Regions from separate parts of the Anas platyrhynchos genome. Here region 1 is linked to region 2. The links are chromatin contacts, called in public Hi-C maps. All regions are on one chromosome and are shown on one strand. Each heading gives the region's core, a stretch centred on a gene start, on an enhancer-like site or on the middle of the called end of the contact. The rest is flanking DNA. Distances are from core to core; before and after follow the strand shown.

The links. A called contact is a pair of places that touch in the nucleus more often than the background predicts.
Region 1: a contact with region 2 is called in a Hi-C map of subcutaneous adipose tissue, with 4 times the contacts expected there. The contact joins two enhancer-like sites. A contact is called at or near these places in 4 of 8 Hi-C or Micro-C datasets (F1 follicle, liver, skeletal muscle and 1 more).

Annotation. Positions count from the first base shown.
Region 1 is chr1:14,106,775-14,109,474 of IASCAAS_PekinDuck_T2T, forward strand. The region is part of intron 2 of KMT2E (lysine methyltransferase 2E (inactive)); the gene reads left to right. Among named protein-coding and RNA genes, the nearest start is that of KMT2E, 21 kb to the left of the region's middle. Within about 2 kb of position 1,362, at least 3 of the 8 cell types and tissues checked have an H3K27ac peak or open chromatin away from gene starts, as enhancers often do. A contact at or near this core is called in subcutaneous adipose tissue, where this site is marked.
Region 2 is chr1:14,063,170-14,065,869 of IASCAAS_PekinDuck_T2T, forward strand. It overlaps LOC106018873 (a long non-coding RNA gene), which reads right to left. Exons shown (of 3, transcript XR_005264253.2): 2 at 301-441. Among named protein-coding and RNA genes, the nearest start is that of KMT2E, 22 kb to the right of the region's middle. Within about 2 kb of position 1,387, at least 4 of the 8 cell types and tissues checked have an H3K27ac peak or open chromatin away from gene starts, as enhancers often do. A contact at or near this core is called in subcutaneous adipose tissue, where this site is marked.

The DNA.
Region 1 (2,700 bases), core at 112-2,611, 44 kb after region 2:
CCATTTAGCTCTGTGTACTTCAGAGCAGTATCTGGATTTTTTTTTCCTGTTTCCTCTGTGGCTTTTGTGTTAGTAAAACGTGACAGATGAGTTGTGAAAAAGTGGGTGTCAAGACAGTAAAAGTGATGTTAAAGATCAAGAGAGTTTGTGTAAGCCACACTAAGGTTTGTACGCTGCCTTGTGTAAATAGAGAGGGGAAAAAAAACAGTTCATTTCTTAGAGCAAAAGCTGTTAAATGCGTCATTTATATTAACTGTTTGAGATGCTGTTACTCCTTGCTTTCCTCTGAGTACAGACAGCCTTTAGTAATATTTAAGCCACTTACTTTTTCTGGTTAACACACAAACGTCTGTTTGCTTTAGATATTGAAGCAATGGATTAGACTTTTTTAAAATGCTTTCTTAAAATCTCTCCATAAAGCAAATAAACTTCACAAAGTGGTCCTTCATTTAACAGGTGCATTGAGTAACCGCTATCAGTAAAAGTAGCGTGCAGAAAATCTTAGCTTGAGAGTGCGTGCTAACCTAGTAACATTATTCAATGCAAGATGTCTTTTCTTCCAAATACTGAAGGAAATTTGTCACGCACTTAAGATCTCAAACAGCTTTTTAAAAGGATGTTTCTTTCCTGTGTTTTCAGTTGTATGTGAGGTTATTTCAATACTCTATGTGACTAGAACTCCTTATCTAAAGAAAACTAAAAAATATTTCTTTGAAACTTTGTTGCATTAAAGTCTTTAAACTTGCTTTGTTGATCTCTTTCATAATCATGAACACTGGTTTCCGTGGTGCAGAAAATGATTTTAACTCCATGTTAAATAATTCAGTGTGAATCATTCACAGCTCTTTTCATTATCTTTTTCTGTGGATTTTCATGTTTCGAGGAGGTCACAGTTCCCGAGGTTACTAACACTACTTGCAGACTCAGCAAGCCATGCTGAAATTAGGATAAATAAATACAGTTGTCAGTATAAACAAAATAGTTCACTGTGTTATTTGCTTGATACTGTGGCATGGAGACCCAGTTAGGTGCTGCTTCTCCTCAGATGTTGGGTGACTGTTAGCAGTTACTTTCATTAATATAATCTCTGAGAATATCATTGCTGAAAAGTAGCTAGTTGCATGATTAATTTATGCTGATCTAAAAGCCATGTCCGTGTCTAAAGAAGTGTGACACAAAACTGTGTACCTAACAACTGCATAAGCAATTTAGGTAACCTTTTTTATCACTGTTTATCTCCTTTAAGTGTACTTTTTATGTCTTCTTCCAAGGATATATTGGGCACAGATAGTATTGATAGTGATCACAGATAGACCTTTGAGCAGGTTCTGGGGTTTTCCCAGGTGGGAGGAGTTGGACTTTCTTCACGGTGACTGACAGGTCTGATGTTGCTTCATCAGTCACTGAAGCGTGAGCAAACACAAGAGAGAGGGGGAATGACAAACCTAATTATGTAGGAGAAGGAGCCCTAGAGGATAAAACATGCTTTAAAGTAAGGGATTAGTGTGGTGGTTTTTTAATGGTGGGTAGTTTATCTGTTACATACAGTTTCACTTACATACTTTTAATAAGGAGGCCAGTAACTACTGGAGGGCCCCAGGGGTCAATACTGGGACCAGTCCTGTTTAAAATCTTCATTAATGACCTGTACACTGGGGTACTGTAAGCTGGCAGATAACACAACTGGGGGGAGGGCCTCGTTCACCAGAGGGCTGTGCTGCCATCCAGAGGGACGTGGGGAGGAAGCACTTCTGTGCTGTGTGGGTGACCGAGCACTGGCACAGGCTGCCCAGTGGGGCTGTGCATCTCCCTCCTTGGAGACCTTCAGAAGCCACCTGCACATGGGCAAGTGGCTCTGGGTGGCCCAGCTTGGGCAGGGGTGGGAGCAGCTGGCCTCCAGAGGGCTCTGCCACACCTACAGTTGTGCTGTGATTCTGTCAAATAGGTAGGTGGAGAAACATAACTCCTCCTTGAAGGTGTGAGTGTCTTCTAAATTGGGTGCAATAGCTCCTCTTCTGTTACTTGAACCTAAATTCTCCAGGGGTAGATTGATCTTCATTATGTCACCATAGTCAGAGTCCTTTTTTTTTGTTGTGTGTGCATTTCAGTGAAAACTTTACGTGTAATAGTATGCAGCCTGCACATTGTTGCAGCCCAACAAAGCATTATGATCTCTCTCACACCTGTACCCCCACATCTGTACATTTTGCCTTTATTTTTGCTTCACTTGTAAAAGGCTTTCTAAAGCTGAATACCAGTCACTTTTTAAGAGAATCCCTCTTTTATCATTAAAGACCTTGTAGTAATATACAGAGCCAGCTGTTTTGCCAAGTTCAATATGTGCTTCCTGACTGAAGAGATTGTTAGTGTAGCTCAGTGTATAAGATACACCATCAATAGCACTGTTCTTCTCTTAATATCTGTATATACTTTTTGGAGAAGGCCCTTATAATGTATGAATGTACTTTGAACCAAAACCCTACAGTGTATCAATCATTTTATCGAGCTCAATATCCAGGAGAAAAGGTTATGAATGTTTCAGTATTAAATAAAAATCAGGAAGAACTTAACCCATTAGCTGGTGTTGAAACAGGGATTATTTTTTTCTAAAGTGTCATAGGAGAATGGGGAGGTTGCTGGTAAATGGTGTCAGGCCAGCATTACCTGTAGGGCCTGGTATGGGATGTTTAGGTAGCAGTT
Region 2 (2,700 bases), core at 137-2,636:
CGGTGGGTCAATAAACCTGAAATAAGCAACATCTTTAATCCCTGAGGAGCCAGCAACGGGAAGAGCTCACTGCACACGCTGCAGTCAATTGCTTTGGCATCAAAGGTGTCACTAAGTTTGGGACTTTGCATCAGGCCAGGAAAATAATGTATTTGTGTCCTCAGAACAACTTCAAGCTTCTACTGCTAGCAATGGATCCACAGAAAAGACAGTACATGTGCTTTTTTAAGAGAGCATACCAGTAAAGGCCACGTTTTCAGAGGAGTGGTAGCTATTTAGTTAGCTCTGTAAGATAATTACCTCTTTTACTCTGGAATTTGCACCTCATTTGCAGAAATGAAGTCCTTTCAGGCATTTGCAGTGGGCAACTTGAAAAATTATTTTTAAGGGACTAAATCAATCTAATCCTCAAGCGTGACTTCTGGGGAGCAGCAGCACATTCTGTACAGAGCAAAAAGTGAATAATTAAAAACACGTAATCACGTAGTACGGAGTAGGCTGGAAAAAATCTAAACTTGCATCATACTCTTAAGAGCCAGGGAAGTTTGAAACCCCACTTAAAATTACAGTCAGCGGAGGAACTTTATACCTAGCAAATGCTGCTACCTTTAAATGAATGTAGAGAGTTATTTCTGTCTTTGGGAATATATAAAGCAGTTTTGTGGCTGTATTTTGAACATGCACACTGCGTGGTTGGGGTTAACTCTGCAGACTTGTGCCGGGGGGCAGTCCAATCTCCAAGCAAGATGAGGCTGAAGTTCCCTGTCCCTGCGTGTGCCTGGGGCCCTCGGCAGCTCCTGGCATCGCAACACACGAGAAGAAAGAGCACAAGGGGGCGCCGGATACCTCAAATAGCCCGAGTCTTTCCCACACCGTCTCTAGGATGTCGTATTGCAGGGATGGGAGAGCACAAAAAGGCCCCGAGCAACACCTTGGGCTGCAGACGGTCTAGCCTGGGTTTTACTACAGTATCGAGGGCATTTGAGAATATTTTTATGATCTATAGACTTTTTTTTTCCAAAAAAAAAAAAATAAATAAAGCATGTATTTGTTTGTTAAAAAAACACTGGCATAGGTGATATTTTAATGGTAGGAAAGCAGAGAAATCTTTAGAACAAGAGTAAGACAAAAGCCAAAGACTTTAAACATTTGTGTCAACTCGAATCTGGCAGGCACCCAGCCAGACTCTCGCAGCTTGCTGGCTGCTTGTACCAGAAGCCACTTCCTCTGCAGCACCAGGCCTATCAGCACCCTTGGGTGCTGGCTGGGGCCGGGCTGGGGGGCAGCCCAGGCCTCTGGGTGGGAGTTTGAAGCTGCCCAGCGCTGCTGCTGTGGAGCTGAGCCACTGGAAAAACAAAGCCACAACCCCCCCCCGCAGCAGCCCTGCGGGGAGCCCTCCCATGCGTATCTGGTTAGGAAATGAATCAGGGCATTTTTCTCCCTCCCCTGGCCCTGGGCACGGTGACAGCCCCATTCAGCAGAGGGGAGGAAGGCTCTGCCCAGGGTCCTCTCCAGCTGCAGATGACTCATGCCGGAGGAGCCCCTTCCAGACAGCTTCAACAGGATGAAGTCTTCCCGAAGTTTTTTTCCCGAGCTCGTTTTAATACAGATTTCTATCACTCAGAGCTCTCTAATTGCTACTTCCACAGCACAGCCCAGGCTGGGTGGTGTTCTTCGGAGGCAGAAGAGCTGCAGACCCAAGCGGACCCTCCCCAGATGTGCCAGGGCCTGCCCGCTGCCTCCCGGCAGCACGCTCCTCCCTCTCCCACAGCCATCTCCCCACGGAGAAGCCAAACCACTCCTGCGTGTCCCGAGGAGGCAGCGAGGCTGGGAGCAGCTCCCGGAGGAACAAGCCCTGCACACCCGTTTGGGGCCTGGAGCTCTCCCGGTGCTCGGAGGAGTGCGACCTCCGCGGTGCTTCCCTCCTGGGATCGGCGGTGCCCAGCCCGAGGAGCAGGGGCACAGCTCAGGCTCTGCTCCCACTTTGCTTCAGGGGTAAGTGCCCTCTGTCTATTCCTGCCTCTCCCACAGCGCCACAGGCTCCAGGTGCTCACCGACACGAGGTGAAGATGCCCTGAGATCCTCCTGCTGCTGCCTGCTCTGCTCCAAAGGCCGCTCACAAAGAGGGGTCCCTCCCTTTGGATTTCCAACAGGGCAGAACCGAAGCCTTACCGGAGAGCAGTGAAGCCTTCCCAGTGGGTTCAGGAGGAGCACAGAGCCATGCTCCCCACCGGTGCCATCATTATGCTAATGCACAGGGCAGGAAGCGCAACCAAGCGTAAAACCCACCAAAACTGCACGAAGCAGAAACACCGCCAAGGGCGCTAACGACCACGCTACATTGAAAATGAAAAGGGTTTGGTTCATTTAACTTCTTCCAGGTTTAGTAATCTCTGGTGTCACTCCTAACAGTCCCCAGATAGGCGGTGTTCAGGGCCTTTCGACTTCACAAGGAAACTTATTTTTTTTTCCCCAAGACAATGTCTTACCTGCTACAAACTGAGCTCACTGCTTTAACATCAATCTGATGATCTTCATCAGCTGACTGGGATTTGCACACCAAGTTAATCTACTAGTCCACTGCCAATGATGTATTTTACCTATACATGCTTGCATTTGGCTTTTTACTATGCAGATTCCCTTCTCTGTTCTCCAGAAACACACAGTGAGATGTTCAGTCTCCACCAGGATGGCTTGTTT